5 separate regions of the Mus musculus genome follow, and regions 1, 2, 3 and 5 are each linked to region 4. The links are chromatin contacts, called in public Hi-C, Micro-C and promoter capture Hi-C maps. All regions are on one chromosome and are shown on one strand. Each heading gives the region's core, a stretch centred on a gene start, on an enhancer-like site or on the middle of the called end of the contact. The rest is flanking DNA. Distances are from core to core; before and after follow the strand shown.

What was found. Hi-C and Micro-C count contacts between places; a contact is called where the count stands out from the background. Capture Hi-C pulls out chosen DNA fragments and counts their contacts.
Region 1: a Micro-C map of embryonic stem cells shows a contact between it and region 4, with 4 times the contacts expected there. The contact joins the promoter of Tarsl2 here to the promoter of Pcsk6 in region 4. A contact is called at or near these places in 1 of 484 Hi-C or Micro-C datasets (embryonic stem cells) and 1 of 115 datasets of contacts at active chromatin or transcription factors (embryonic stem cells).
Region 2: a contact with region 4 is called in a Hi-C map of liver, with 2.8 times the contacts expected there. The contact joins the enhancer-like site here to the promoter of Pcsk6 in region 4. A contact is called at or near these places in 2 of 39 promoter capture datasets (embryonic stem cells and liver), 4 of 484 Hi-C or Micro-C datasets (the N1E-115 cell line, liver, nephron progenitors and 1 more), 6 of 115 datasets of contacts at active chromatin or transcription factors (embryonic stem cells, fibro-adipogenic progenitors, liver and 1 more) and 2 of 9 other capture datasets (adipose tissue and pancreatic islet).
Region 3: a contact with region 4 is called in a promoter capture Hi-C map of pancreatic islet. The contact joins the promoter of Selenos here to the promoter of Pcsk6 in region 4. A contact is called at or near these places in 8 of 39 promoter capture datasets (the 3T3-L1 cell line, 3T3-L1-derived adipocytes, cranial neural crest and 5 more), 7 of 484 Hi-C or Micro-C datasets (embryonic stem cells, epidermal suprabasal cells, liver and 2 more), 10 of 115 datasets of contacts at active chromatin or transcription factors (bone marrow-derived macrophages, embryonic limb bud, embryonic stem cells and 3 more) and 1 of 9 other capture datasets (pancreatic islet).
Region 5: a Micro-C map of embryonic stem cells shows a contact between it and region 4, with 2.0 times the contacts expected there. The contact joins the promoter of Chsy1 here to the promoter of Pcsk6 in region 4. A contact is called at or near these places in 3 of 484 Hi-C or Micro-C datasets (the N1E-115 cell line and embryonic stem cells), 1 of 115 datasets of contacts at active chromatin or transcription factors (embryonic stem cells) and 1 of 9 other capture datasets (pancreatic islet).

The regions. Positions count from the first base shown.
Region 1 is chr7:65,643,586-65,646,285 of GRCm38.p6, reverse strand. It overlaps Tarsl2 (threonyl-tRNA synthetase-like 2), which reads right to left and starts at 1,388. Exons shown (of 19, transcript NM_172310.2): 1 at 1,072-1,388; 2 at 1-33. The coding sequence starts at 1,341.
Region 2 is chr7:66,002,619-66,005,318 of GRCm38.p6, reverse strand. All of the region lies in intron 13 of Pcsk6 (proprotein convertase subtilisin/kexin type 6), which reads right to left. Among named protein-coding and RNA genes, the nearest start is that of Snrpa1, 56 kb to the left of the region's middle. Within about 2 kb of position 1,303, at least 6 of the 459 cell types and tissues checked have an H3K27ac peak or open chromatin away from gene starts, as enhancers often do. A contact at or near this core is called in liver, where this site is marked.
Region 3 is chr7:66,078,311-66,081,010 of GRCm38.p6, reverse strand. Selenos (selenoprotein S) reads right to left here and starts at 1,362. Exons shown (of 6, transcript NM_024439.3): 1 at 1,222-1,362; 2 at 545-679. The coding sequence starts at 1,297.
Region 4 is chr7:65,860,876-65,863,575 of GRCm38.p6, reverse strand. It overlaps Pcsk6 (proprotein convertase subtilisin/kexin type 6), which reads right to left and starts at 1,440. Exons shown (of 22, transcript NM_011048.1): 1 at 1,133-1,440. The coding sequence starts at 1,405. Gm20684 (predicted gene 20684) reads left to right here and starts at 1,534. Exons shown (of 3, transcript NR_169041.1): 1 at 1,534-1,731; 2 at 2,339-2,586.
Region 5 is chr7:66,108,215-66,110,914 of GRCm38.p6, reverse strand. Chsy1 (chondroitin sulfate synthase 1) reads right to left here and starts at 1,423. Exons shown (of 3, transcript NM_001081163.2): 1 at 688-1,423. The coding sequence starts at 1,004.

The DNA of each region.
Region 1 (2,700 bases), core at 139-2,638, 220 kb after region 4:
CTTTGTGTCCTTCTCTTGGTTTTGGGTAGGAGGCTGAAAGATAATGGGAGGCAAGAGCAGTACATGAGAAACCCGGGGAAGGAGGAAACCCAGAGAGCTCACGGCAGGGCCCATGGTTGGAGAGTCCCGGCTGGGCTGTGGGAACCAGGATCTACTTATAACCCTCAGGGATCTGGTTTCAGAGTTCAGCCCTATCTGTCCGAGCACATTAAAACTGGGGGTGTAGCTCAGTAATAGAGCACTGCCCAGTATTCACAAGGCCATGGGTCCCATAGCCTGCAACACACACAGTCTCTGTGTCTCTCTGTCACTCTTCCCTAAACTTTAAACAAATAATGTCACTGGAAATTGTGGCTGCCACCAGACTCTTATTCATTGCACTATTTCATTAGATGTTGCCAGAGCAAAAACAAAACAAACAAACAAAACAAAAACCAAAAACCCCTCAGTTTTAGAAAGCCTTTAGAACTTAGAAAAAAAATTCTTCTAATTTGTTACTTAATAATCTTCTAAAACATGAAAATACTGTAATCAAATACTTCTGTTAAATATACAGATCACATATAGGCCTCAAAGCAAACCACCAAAATAAGACAGTAAAAATAACCTGTCTTCAGATAGCACAGAACCAGCCAGCAGAGAGAATAGAAACTGTTAGGTCCTCTTCTCCAAGGATACTGTGACTCTTAAACACTGAAGCGGCCTTTTAAAAAGTTTTTATTTGAGACAGCGTCTTCTCATATTGCCCTGGCCGACCTGATTCTCAATATTTACTCCAGGCGGGCCTTAAATTCTCAGCCATCCTCCTGCCTCAGCCTCCAGAGTTCTGGATTAGAGGCATGCACCTCAGTTTGATCTGCTACTGGAGGGAAAAAATGTTGTTTGCAGTCTGTCCAATGAAGAGCTGAGAAATTATACCAGCTGGTCAGTTAGGAGGTTGGTGGAAACCTAGCGGTTCCCCAGGCCGTGGGCAGTGGGCAGGGCGCGGGCGGGGACACACCCTGCAGCCCTGTCCGCACCCGGGTGCAGAATTGGAACCCGCTGAGTGCGTACTCCTGGGCCGCCGGTTACCTCGTGCGCCGCCGCTCGCCCGGCCTCGGTGCGGCGCTGCTCCGCCAGGCGCAGCCGCAGGCCACACAGGCGCTGGTGCAGGTCGCGGTTCTCCGCCTGGAGCTGTGCCACCTCGCGTGTCAGGCGCGGGCCCTCGGCTTGGCCCCGCTCGGGCCCGCGCAGCTGCTCGTCCCTCAGGCGCTGCACCTCCGCGCACAGCCAGCGGATGTCCTCCTCCTGCCGCTGCAGGCGCGAGGCCACCGCCTGAGCCGCCAGGGCCTGGGCCGCCATGGTAGCTTCCCTGTGCCACCTGAGCCCGCCAGCCCAGCCAGAGTGACAAGGAGACGGGGCGGGGCGGAGCTGAAGGACTTCGGGAGGCGGGGTGAAGTGGGGGTGCATCACTATATGGGGCGGGGCGATGGAGGAAGAGGGGCGGGGCTGGAGCTGGGTATCCCTGCATGGGGCGGAGCGATGCACGGGCAAGAGGCGGGGCCATATCGGGGCAACTGTGCAGAGGCCAGGCGATGGGCAAAGAAGAGGGGCGGGCTATAGGATAATGAAGGGCGGGGCAGGAGTGATGGGAGGGGCAAGGGTAGGCATCATTTCAGAGGAGAAGCGATGAGACAGCGCGGCATCATCGCTGGGGAAGATGAGACGGCTGAGCAATGCTTCATAAAACAAGGAAAATGGGCAGGGGAGTGTGGCAGGGAGCACGGGCAGGAACACGGCCAATGTTGGGTGCACTGCAGGATTGAGAACTACGCTCTGGACCTAGGCAGCAGGAGTGGGACCACCGGATGGGCATCTTTAGCGTTTGGAGGCATGTCCAGGTGCTACTGGAAGTGTGTTCAGTCTAATGAAACTGGAGTTTGAGATATTGAAGCCCAGAGGAGGTGCGTCTCTTGACCAGATTGTCCAAACCGTTAGCAAAGCCTGATGGATTTCTTTCATTCCCCTCTTAAATTCTTGCAGTCACCACACTGTGCAAACAGGTTCTGAAAAGCGGCCATTGAAAATAGACCTTCATGCCAAGGCTGTGCAAATACAGTGGCACTTGGCAAGGACACACAGAAGAGCACTACAAAAACTTCAGCCTGGCCAGCACAACATTGTTCACTATTTGAGTCTAGAGCAAATGCTGTTTATAACTGTCTTAAGATTATTTTAAGTAGAAACATTTGTGCTATCGGACTTTGGAAACAGTGGTCCGCAAAGAATTAAGCTCTCATCCTGGAGCAGGAAAGGGCTGAAGCCCTGCTGCCCCCTGGGGGAGGAGTTGCCCTAGGAATTGCTGGACAGACTGGAACTAAGCCGATGATGGAGCCACACCTCCACCACTGGCCTCTACTTAAACTTAAACCTCATATTAGCACCCCAATGACGGGCTTGGGGTAGGTGGCTGAACCCCTGTAGCTGTTCATCTTCCCACTGTAACCACAATGAATAAATCTCCTTTCTCTGCTTTTTATTGTTAACTGTCATTTTAATTGGCATGTTTCAGAGGGTTAGCTGAGCTTATGTCGTTGAAACTTCCAGAAGCCAGGCTTTGACTCTAAAGACTCCAGTAATAAGTTCACACATGACTTTGTTTCTCTTATAACCATGAGCAAGAAGCTTCCTGTGGCAAGAACAAAAGTTGGCTTTTACTGT
Region 2 (2,700 bases), core at 54-2,553, 140 kb before region 4:
ACCTTTGCAGTCAGGAGAAAAAGAACCAATGAAATGAAGCCACGCCCCCTGGAGGAGGACAGCGTTGGTAGGATTGGTGGCTCACCTACTGAGATGAGACAATTCATTTGTTCTACAATCAGGAGAATAATATTACAGGTCTCTGGGAAAGTAGAAGCATGTTGAAGTGGTTGGTTTCAAGATTAACGCAAATAGTGGTTAAAAAAAAAAAAAAACGGATCGTGACAACTACGTGTTTGGAATTGTTTGGAATCGGTCTTAAGTTCTGTTTCCAAGGATGTGGGAGAGAGGCTTGGTAGTCACTCTCTGCAGAAATGAGTTTAGTGGTCCACTTAGACTTGAGCTTTGTACAAGGAGATAAGAATGCTCATAGTCATCTATAGGATGGAACACAGGGCCCCCAATGGAGAAGCTAGAGAAAGTACCCAAGGAGCTGAAGGGGTCTGCAACCCTATAGGTGGAACAACAATATGAACTAACCAGTACCCCCAGAGCTCCTGTCTCTAGCAGCATATGTAGCAGAAGATGGCCTAATCGGCCATCACTGGGAAGAGAGGCCCCTAGGTATTGCAAACTTTATATGCCTCAGTACAGGGGAAACACCAGGGCCAAGAAGTGGAAGTGGATGGGTAGGGGAGCAGGGGTGGGGGTGTGGGGGGAGGGTATAGAGAACTTTCGGGATAGCATTTGAAATGTAAATAAAGAAAATATCTAATAAAAAAAGAATAAAAAAAAATCTTGGAAAATCCAAAAAAAGAAATGAGTTTAGTGGAAAAGTTTAAAGCCAACACAGAGGATTTGCTCATTCGGTCTGTCTTCCTCCTAGCGAAGAGGATAAGATCGATGGAGCCACTGGCCACAGATTGCAAAATTCCAAGTTCCATTTTGGAAATGACGATCAGTCTCAAACAGATGTCAATAAAACAGAGGTCAATAAAACCAGCAATGAAACGGCAGCAGTTAGGGAGAAAAGACAAACTCGAATGAGCCATGAAGGGGAAACCAAGAACCATGGAACTTTTTAAGAAGATGAAGGAGAGATCAGCCTCGGGAGACTCATTCTTTCCCCCTTTAACTGATTACTGAACATCCTGCTGAGCAAGCAGGCTGAAAACAGGGTTGATTAAAACCACACGAGCTTTTGATTTAAATAAGGCTCACACACGCTCACACACCCACCATCCAATCACTCAATGACTACTTATTAACTGAAGGGGAGAAACCAGAGCAGATTCAGCCCGGGGCTTCCCAAGGCCATGGCACAATCACACCGGACCAGGTCTACACACAGTGACTTTGAGATCGATCCCTGTGGACTGTTTCATAGATGATCATGGAAGCTTTGACCTCATCTGCCATCTGAGCATGGTTTATCCCAGGATCTCTAGATGACACAGATGTAAAGTGAGGCTTGTGGGCTGCCGCTGTCTTGGATGGTACAACCTCAAAGCAGTCAATGGTGGGGAGAATGGGAGCTGGGAGCGAGCTTGAAGTGTTGTGGTCAAAGCTGAACAACAGAATAAAGTACACAAGGGGAAGGCTTGCAAAGTGGTCTCAGAGGACTAGCAAGCCTTCAACTGTCAGCTGGTATGGGCTGCTGCGTCCTTACCTAGCATTGCATAACCCTTCTGGGTGGCGTCATCTGCCTCACCAGAGAGCGGCACGCTAGGGAGGCCAAATGCCAAGTCTTCCCTGGGAGGGGAGAGAAAAGCCAGTCACAGGTAGCTCATCAAACTGATGGCCACCATGTCAGAGCCCAGGCTGCACCTCAGGGGAGGCTCAGAGAAAGGAAACAAGCTGTAGGTGACCTGGCAGTTCTGGGAAAGTGAATCAGGAGGTCAGTGTGACCTTAGTGGAGTAAATGCCAATGTGGCATTAATGGAGTAAATGCCATTAGTACGAGGTACGAGTCATGTCTGCAAGAGCCTCGCGCTCCCTTTAGCCTTCCATTCTGGTCAGTAGAACGCCTCTTTGCTTGAGACTAAGTGCTGAGACACGTAGAAAAGTGGGGTACCCTTACTATCAAGCATGTCTCATGGGCTGGGGAGACGACTCACTAAATGGAATGCTTGCTGCACAAGCAGGAGGACCCAAGTTCAAACCCTGAGCCCACAATAAAAAAACAAAAAACAAAACAAACAAACCATCAAACAAACAAAAATAAATAAAAATGGGTGTAGCAGTGTGCATCTACAATCCCAGCACTGGGGAGTCATGGGCAGGCCGATCCCGGGGACGAGGGCACGCTGGCCAGCCAGTCTAGCCAAATCAGTAAATCCCAGGTTTAGTGAGACCTTACCTCAAGAAATAAGGTGGGAGTTGACAGATGACACCTGGCAAGGACTGCTGCCCTTCACACGCGAACCATTACGTGCCCCCACGCAAGTGCACACACATGTGCACAGAGAATTACTTCACAGGGTCCTGGGTTCAAACTCCACTATTGTGGTAAAACTAAGTAAAACTTTGGAAAGTTTTTCTCCACCCGCCTGTATGCGCATGTGAGGACGATGTGCACTTGGGAGTCAGAGAACAGCTTCGTGAGTTGCTTCTCTCTATATATACTTCTGTGTTGGTTCTGAGAGGCAGTCTCAGGTTGCCAGGCTGGTGTGGTAACCACCTTCACTTGCTAAGCTGGATGTCTCTCCAATTTATAACTTTTATTTACTTATTATTAGCGGTTTCTTTGTTTTGTTTTGT
Region 3 (2,700 bases), core at 113-2,612, 220 kb before region 4:
GATTTTCTGTCTAGTGCCTTTGAAACCATAAGAGCTACCAGCCTGAGAATGGACTGTCATGCTTTGGCAAAATATGCCTCTAGATTCTTTAAAAAAATGGGCTACGGGGTTGATGAGGGAAAATGATTGTAAAAGATAACTCTGCTCTGTCACGGTTTATCAATGATGGCTAAACTTATGACTACGAGGAAGCTAAAATACATCTGGGGACAAAAATATGATCTATGAATCCATCCCTGTCTACGGAGTGCTGTATAAAGCAGCACCCCACTTCCAGTCAGTCAGGTGGCAAGATTCCCAGGACCCCAATGCCTGATCCCCCCACCCCCACCCCCGCCCCTTGACACTTCTTGTTTCCTCCACAAGACCTGGCCATCTCCAGGGACTGGTCCCCATGCACCGAACAAGATGTGCATTGAGTATGCTATACACCATCACGGAGTCTTTGCATCTCAATAAAAATCTTTCAAACCTCAAAGGCATGTCTTGCCACCACCCACTAAGTAAATGACAGGCGCCTTCATTTCTACCACATGGCACTAACCCAGAACAGTCTCGGCTTGGTCCAGCTGTCTCTGCCTCAAAGCCCTCAGTCGAAGGGAGAGCCTCTGGATGACAATGTAGAGTAGGATGCAGCTGAAGAGGATGTACCAGCCATAGCTGGCCAGCAGGGAGCCCACTGGGGGGAAAAAAAAAAAAAAGAGAAAGAAACCAGTTTCAGAAATGGTAATAGCATTTTTTTCAATAATACTCTACAAAAATAGTCATAGCTTCTTCTTTCAGAACCTTCACAGTCTAGCTGGAAATGGACTCCTAAGAAGCGAATCGCTGGGTACAGAAACTTCTCAACTACAAGGGGACTCGGGAGTAGCCCGGAGGGTGCAGAGCCCAGCAGCTAGGTTCTGAAGGACTAAAGGGGACGTGTCTATCTGATTCAGGAAAGCAAAGGCCATCCAGACTCCGTGAGTTACACTTTGTTAAGGAGTGAGACAACAGTGTGTTAGTGTCGGGTAGAGTGAAACGCCGGGCGGAGGACTCCACTGCAAAAGGAAAATGTTAAAGGGACTCCCGTGAGCCAAGTCCGCGAGCGCCCGCCCAGCTAGGGCGACTTCGAGAAAGGTGAGCTCCGGCCCAACAAGCAGGCTCGGCCAGTCCGCGGCGTTAACGCCAAGCCTCCTGGAGGCCGACCCACCGAGCATGGCGGCGCCCGCCGCCCCTGACCTGTCACGTGCAGGAATCGCAGGCTCTCGGTCTCCAGCGCCGGCCTCGCGGACAGAGGTTCCTCATCGCGATCCATGGCGGCCACCGCCACCGCCACCAACGACAAGCCCGCTGCTCCTCTCTGCTCTGCGCTTCCGGTTCGGCCCTATGTACACGTGGCGCTCACTGCCGTGGCGGTACTGACCTATCGTGGCTCGACCTACCTCGACGCTCGACCAATCACAGGGGGGGTGTGACCAGAGGGCGGGGCTGAAAGATGCCCAGGCGGAAGCGCGTTTGACTTTCAGGGAGGAGCTCGCAGCTCAACTCGGCATAGCTCGGATAACCGATCTTGTATTTGATACTGATTGGACATTGAGGCTCAAGAGATTTGAAACCTCCTGGAGATGAGATTTGAGTCCCGCCCTTGTCACCGGGCCCTAAAGGTTTGCAGCATAGATTCCCCTCCCCTAACGTGCGGAAAGCGATCTACTTAGAATTCCTTTCTTCTGATCCACTGTCTCAAGGGAAGGAATTAATGTAGTAATGACTTCAACTTAGGCTCTTATGTGTTACATTACCACAGTTTTTGTAATGGTTCTCTGCAACATACTAGGAAGGCAATAAAGGAGATAGCTGCGATTTGAAAAGGAACTGATGGAATCAAGTTTCCATAGATTAATGGGATTAAGAAGGTGAGAACTCTGTGGTGTTTAAAGGTGGGATCCTTTGGGAAACTACTATATGAGGTCAATGTGGGTGTCCCCAGAGAAAAAGAGACTAGATTTCTGTGCACCCCACCGTGAGATGACTCAGCCTGAGGAGCCTGATGGAATCTATACGGTGCTGTACCAAGCTTGAGGACTTTGAATCTCCAAAATGGAAATAAAACTCACTGTGTCATAAAAACTAGTCTGTTAAGGATCTTCTAATTCAGCGACTCCATCTGGGGACATGGGAGAGAAAAGCCTGGAGTCACTTCACATTATCAACCACCTTGAAAATAGACTTTGATGACTGGATATGAAGCTAAGAATATGAAGATAGCCATGAATTTGCTGATTTTTTTTTTCAGACACAACATGGCTTTTTTAAAAAATTGCTAAATTTTTAAAGTTTTATGATTTTAATAGTTTTCTCAGTGGTAAAAAAGGATCAGTTTAATTTTTTTTTCTTTTTTGGTACCGATGACTGCCACCCCACCTCTGAGGCCAGTTTGAACCCTCTCTCTTTGCTTAAGGTGATTTCTCACATCATACAGAGCAAGTGAAACATCTGGTTACGAGAGAGGAGGTTGCTCATTTGCCTGTTGATCCAGTCCCTTAACATCTGCAATCATGATGATGAAATAAGTAATGTTTAGTTTCATTAAAAGACAAGGTGGAGGGGAAATGTTGGCACACACCTTCAACCCCAGCACTCAGCAGGCAGACACAGGTGAGTCTCTGAATTTGACGCTCAGGACAGTGAGGGCTACACAGAGAAACCTTGCCTTAAAAG
Region 4 (2,700 bases), core at 191-2,690:
GTTACAAGGCCACCCTCCCTTCATTTCACTTGATTCTCCAGAGTGTGTAGTTTATGGATCTGTTAAGGTGCTGAGAGCTCTCCTGGTGGGACTGCACATTTTGAACCTGCTGAGGTCCCTCCACGGACCATAAACCGGAATCAACCTGCCCCCATTGCCCCTCTGCGGGGCTGCAATATGGAAAGGCACCCTGCATTGGCAGTCCTTGGGAGCTGCGCGGACCTAGTGCCCTATCTCGGCTTCTCTTGGTATAAATGACAGCCAGCTTATACCACCAGGGGTGAGAGAATGGGCATCCCATGAGTAGTGCCTTGCTTCTGAACACTCCCGGCTCATCTCAACAACCTCAGGCAGTACAAAGTCGCCACCCTTACGGATGAGCAAGTCAAGAAATGACATGTCCAAGGTCATGCAGCTAGTGGGCAGACAGCTGCCTTTCCAGCTGCATCCAGAGCCCAAAGCAAAGCAATCCATGTCTTTGCCTAGAGAGGTTTCAAGTGCAGAGTTCAGCCTACAACCAACCTGCAGCTTCTGGGTCCTGCTTGCACCCTGACCCAAACCTGACTTCTGGACACAGGCACCAGCGCACCACACAGAGGGAAAGCCAGTCCCTGAGTTGCCCGGGTCATGCTCACATCGCCCAACCAGCGCCTGACTGCCTTGGCGCACGAACGGGAGCCCAGAGCTCCGGGCGACCCGTCGAGGGCAGAGTGGCCCGAGACGGAGCTAAGGCTCGAAGGCCACAGGGAAATAGGTACACGATGATGATGGCGCGGGTGGGCAGAGCGCAGCGACCCCTTAGGCGCCCACTCGAACGCGGCTGGGCAGGTGTAGGCGCCCGACCTGGGCTTCCGAGGCCACACACTTCCGAGTGCGAATGCTCGGCGACATCGCCTGGGGACCCACGGCCTCGGGCCCTCCCGCGTGACCGTCCACGCAGCCTACCACGTCCTTCCCGCCGAGTGTCCCACGGCTCTCCCAGAGAGTCCCCGCAAGAAGCCCCCGCCGTCCCCAGCGATACGGGTCGCCTTCCCACGCGGCGCCGCTGGCCGCGGGCTTGGCAAGGCGCCCCCTCGCGCGTGGCCGCCGGCGGCCGGGAAAGTTTGGGGCGCGCGGGGCCGGCCGTACTCACCTGGCCCAAGTTGAGGTAGCCGTGCGCCGCAGCCACGCGGTCCGCCGCGCCGGGGCCGCCCAGCACTTGCACTGCCCAGTGGTTGGTGTAGACGGGGCGCGGCGGCGGCAGCGCGGAGCAGGCGGCGGGCAGCGCGAGCAGAAGCAGCCAACGCCAGGGGCGCAGCGCGAGCGGCGGGAGTCCGTGCCGGCCGGCGGCCCCTGCGCCCCGCGCGACATCGGCGGCCCGGGGCGGCGGCCGGGGCCCGGGCGCTGGCGGCGCGCGCGGAGGCATGGCAGCGGCAGGCTCGCGCGGCGCCCGAGCGGCGAGTGCGCCGGGGGGTGGGGAGCCGCCTTTTAAAGCCGCTCCGCGCCGGGGAAGCGCCGCCGCCGCGGGCGGGAGCCGGGGAGGAGGAGGCCGCCGCGGCGCGTTCCCGCCCGCGCGGCCCGGTGGCGCCCCTGGGCCCGCGCTCGTGCGGCAGTCTCCCGGCCCGCCAGCAGCCGGGGGCCGGCGCAGGGGAGGCTCGAGACTTCGGGTCTCTCGGAACACGGCGCTGCCCGGAGTGGCAGCCTGGGCTCCGCGCGTTCTGCTAGAAGCCGGGAGGGCTCTGGGCATCCCACGTGAGTTCCCCATATCCCGGAGGAGTTGACTTAGAGCGGCACCTTCCTACCGGTTGCGCCCCTGGAGGCTGAACTCACCTGCTGGGGTCCCCAAGGCTAGGCAGCCTTGCTCAACTTAGCTGTGGCAGTGAACATGCAAATGTGCAGGATCTTCAGGGGAAAACGATGCCAGGAAAACACTGGGGTGTCCCAGGATCTGGCCCAACCTCAAGACCACATTGCATGGGCAAAGGGCATGTGGCAAACTTAGCTGGAGTCTATGAGAGTATTGAGGACACAGCGTCCATACAGGGCTGAGGCTTTGCTAGGAAGGTTGTACAGGTGAACTCCTTAGCTGACCACTTAGCATCTGTATGATGTTGGGCCCCTTTCTGTTCTTGCTGGGCTTGTAAGATGCGGATAACAATAGCATCTATCCATCCATCGGGCTGTTTTGAGGATGTCAGCTCTTCCTTTGCAATCAGCTGACAGTAATGTTTGTTTTGATGAGCCCAGGGCCTGCCACGTGCTTGGTATTCAGTAGATGGTGTACACTCTTAAAAGTACCCACTGAGCTAGGACCAGTCAGTGTGAATGTAAGTTGACTCATCCTCACCCCTCCCTCCAGGAACAGCCTGGAGAAACCGGGGACTCGTTCATACTGTGAAGATGCAATGAGAGGCTGGGATGGCTGCAAGCCTCGGACGGCCCATTGGTCCCAACTGGCCTCATACAGAAAGCAAACCTTCAGCCTGATTAATACAAGAGGGGGACCAGGAAACCGAAGACAGCAAAACAAGGCAGAGAAGGCCTTGAGTCACAAAAGAAGCTACCTCACCAACGCTCAGGTTCCAAGAGCACCTGGCTCCCAGACTGGTACTGTATGGAATTCACTTGCCTGAGTCTATAGCCAGGCAGATCAGACAGACAGACATGCTAGGGGATACAGGAGAGAGAGAGAGAGACAGAGAGACAGAGAGACAGAGAGAG
Region 5 (2,700 bases), core at 174-2,673, 250 kb before region 4:
ATCTCCTTTTCTAAAGGCAGCTTTGGCTAATCCCTTTGTTAATCCTGAACATGATCGCTGCCACTTCTACTGACTCCTTTAGCCTACTAGGGCCCAGTTACTTCCTACCACGCATACGCCTTGGTGGCTGCGCTGGGGAACACCAGGCTGCAGTCTTACAATGACTAAATCGATCACACAAACTGTTTTTCCTCAAGGTTCTTTTTCTCTACTTAACAAACCAGAGTGTTGCTCAAAGGCAGAGTGGAAACGCTCACCAAAAGTGAGAATCTTAAAGTACAGTACGGAGGAGCCCTAGCCAGGTTAATTTAAGCGGGCTCTCCCTTCGAAATGACAAAGTGCCTATTTTAGAGACTCAAATTATAACTCTGCCTCCACTATCGCAGGTACAACATTGAATTTCGCCACCACCTTATGGGGGAGACTCGTTCCTTTTAACAAAGAAGTCTTGAACACAGAAAGCTTACGTGTCTCCCTGGAGATGAGGTTGAGAGGCACACACACTGAGGCCAGCGTACTCAATCCCAAAGCCTTGCCCTTGAGAGATGCTCACCATCCTAAGCCCTGCTGCCTTTGCGCTGAGCCGCTGGCAGCTACCAGAGAAGCCTCCGGGGAACCCGTAACGCCGCCCGCCCGCCAGCCAGGATGCCGGATGCAGGCGATGGCATCCACGAAAGGGGGGCTCACCTGTAGGCGGCCACGGCGCGGGTCTGCAGGTATTTCTGGGCTGTCATGACTCCCACGAAGAGAAAGTTCCTGTCGCGCGGGACGCCCTCCGCGGCCGAGCCCTGCGGCCAGAGCTGCGCCCCGCGCGCATCGCCGCGCGCCCCGCCGGGCTGCGACGCCTCCTGCCCTGGCCGGCATCCCTCGGGACTGGGGCGCCGCCGCGGGCCCACTCGCTTCAGCTCCGAGGCGCGGGGCAGGACGAGCCGCGAGGCCAGCACGAAGCCCAGCACGAGCCCGAGCAGCATGCTGAGCCAGGCGCGCCGGCCGCGCGCGGCCATGCCCGCGCCCCTCCGCCCGCCGGGCCGCTGTCCCGCTGTCCCCGCCGCAGGCTCCGCGCGCCCTCAGCCCACCGCCCCCGCCCGCGGAGGCCAGCCCGCCCTAGCGCCGCCAGGCCCGGCCCGGGCAGCGCCGCGGCCGCCGCGGGCCCGCCGCGCCCATCGCGGCTCCCGAGCCGCCCGCAGGCCCCGCGCCGGCGCTTTGTTCCGCGCGCCCGCCCGCACCGCCGCGGCCTGCGCCTTTAAGAGGGGACCATGCCCCGCGCGCGCGGCCGGCGACTCCGGCGCGAGGCGACAGCGGCTCCCGCGGCTCGCGTCCCCCGGCTGGCTCGGCTCGGCTCGCGCTGCGCCCGCCCTCTCGGTGCCCTGCGCCGCCTCTGCAGCTGCACATCCTCCGGCTTAGCGCGCCATTGCAAAGGAGCCCCTCACGTCACGCACCGCGCGTTAAGAAGCGGCCCGCCGGCGGCGTGCCGTGGCCCCTCTCGGGATCCGTCCGCGCCTCGTGATTGGCGCAAAAGTGAATGGGGGGCAGTTCACGTGGCCAAAGTTTAACCAAAAAAAAAAAAAAAAAAGCACCCGCCCCGCAGTCTGCGGCCAGGCAGGAGGGGCGTGGGATAGCATCGACGACAGCGGGGCGGGCGTCCCTCCAACCCCCACTGCCCGGTACCCGCGGCCACGCCCCCGTCGCCAGCATTGGGAGCCGGCGGTCCGGCACCGCACGTGGACTGAGTTGACCGGCTCCCCAGATGCCCCGAGAGCCGCCACGCCCTTCCCTCCCCGGGCCGACCTCCCGACTCGGTGGCCAGGACAGCGGGGTCCACACTGCAGCTTTGTACGCTGCAGGCGGGGCTGGAGCCACACACGGCCACAGTTCACCTAGGAACGCTAGGGGATTTGCGGGCTGGGGAGCGAAACGTGAATTCGCTAAGTAGCTAGGGCTGCCCTCGAACTCAGAGAATCTGAGATCTGTCTCTGCCTCTCGAGCGCTGGGCTTAAAGGCGAGCGGCACCAAGCCCGGCATATTAGTTTTTTAAATGGATATTGAAGAGATGGGTGGGTGAGTTACCACTAGATGATAAATACCTGTATTTAGTCCCAGTGAGCAGAGAGCTGGTTAGTACCCCCCTCACCTAAGTCTGTCAGTATTTTTAAGAGTAGATTTATAAAACGGATATGGATTGTGTACGTGGTGTGGGGGATGGGTTCTCGGGAGCCATACACCTAGTTTTTTGAAACAGGATCTCTTACTATTCTGGAGGTCTCCAAGTAAGTTAGGCTCGCTGAATGGATTTTTAAGTTGGATACCAGTTTCCCTATATTTGCTCTGTCTTAACTTTTATACGTTTTGTTAAAAACGAAAGCCCTTCAACTTGGGTGCCCACATGACAAATGTTTGTAAATACCAATTTTATTTCTTAGTCACCAATGTGTTAGGATTATAATCGCAAAGTAGCCACTTGGACCTGCTCTAATAGAGCCCAGGTGCTAGCTGAAGCTGCAGATCGTTTTGAACTCCAGATCCTCTTGCTTATGGAACTGGAGTCACCTGAATTCCAGGCCTGTGTGCTACCAGCCCTGGTGCCAGGGATCAGCCACTGGACCTCTGATACACTGGGCCAGTACTCTATCCTCTGAACTACGGTCCCAGAGCCTAAGAAGTTCTCATTTAATCAATCAAAGAAACAAACAAAAAGATAGA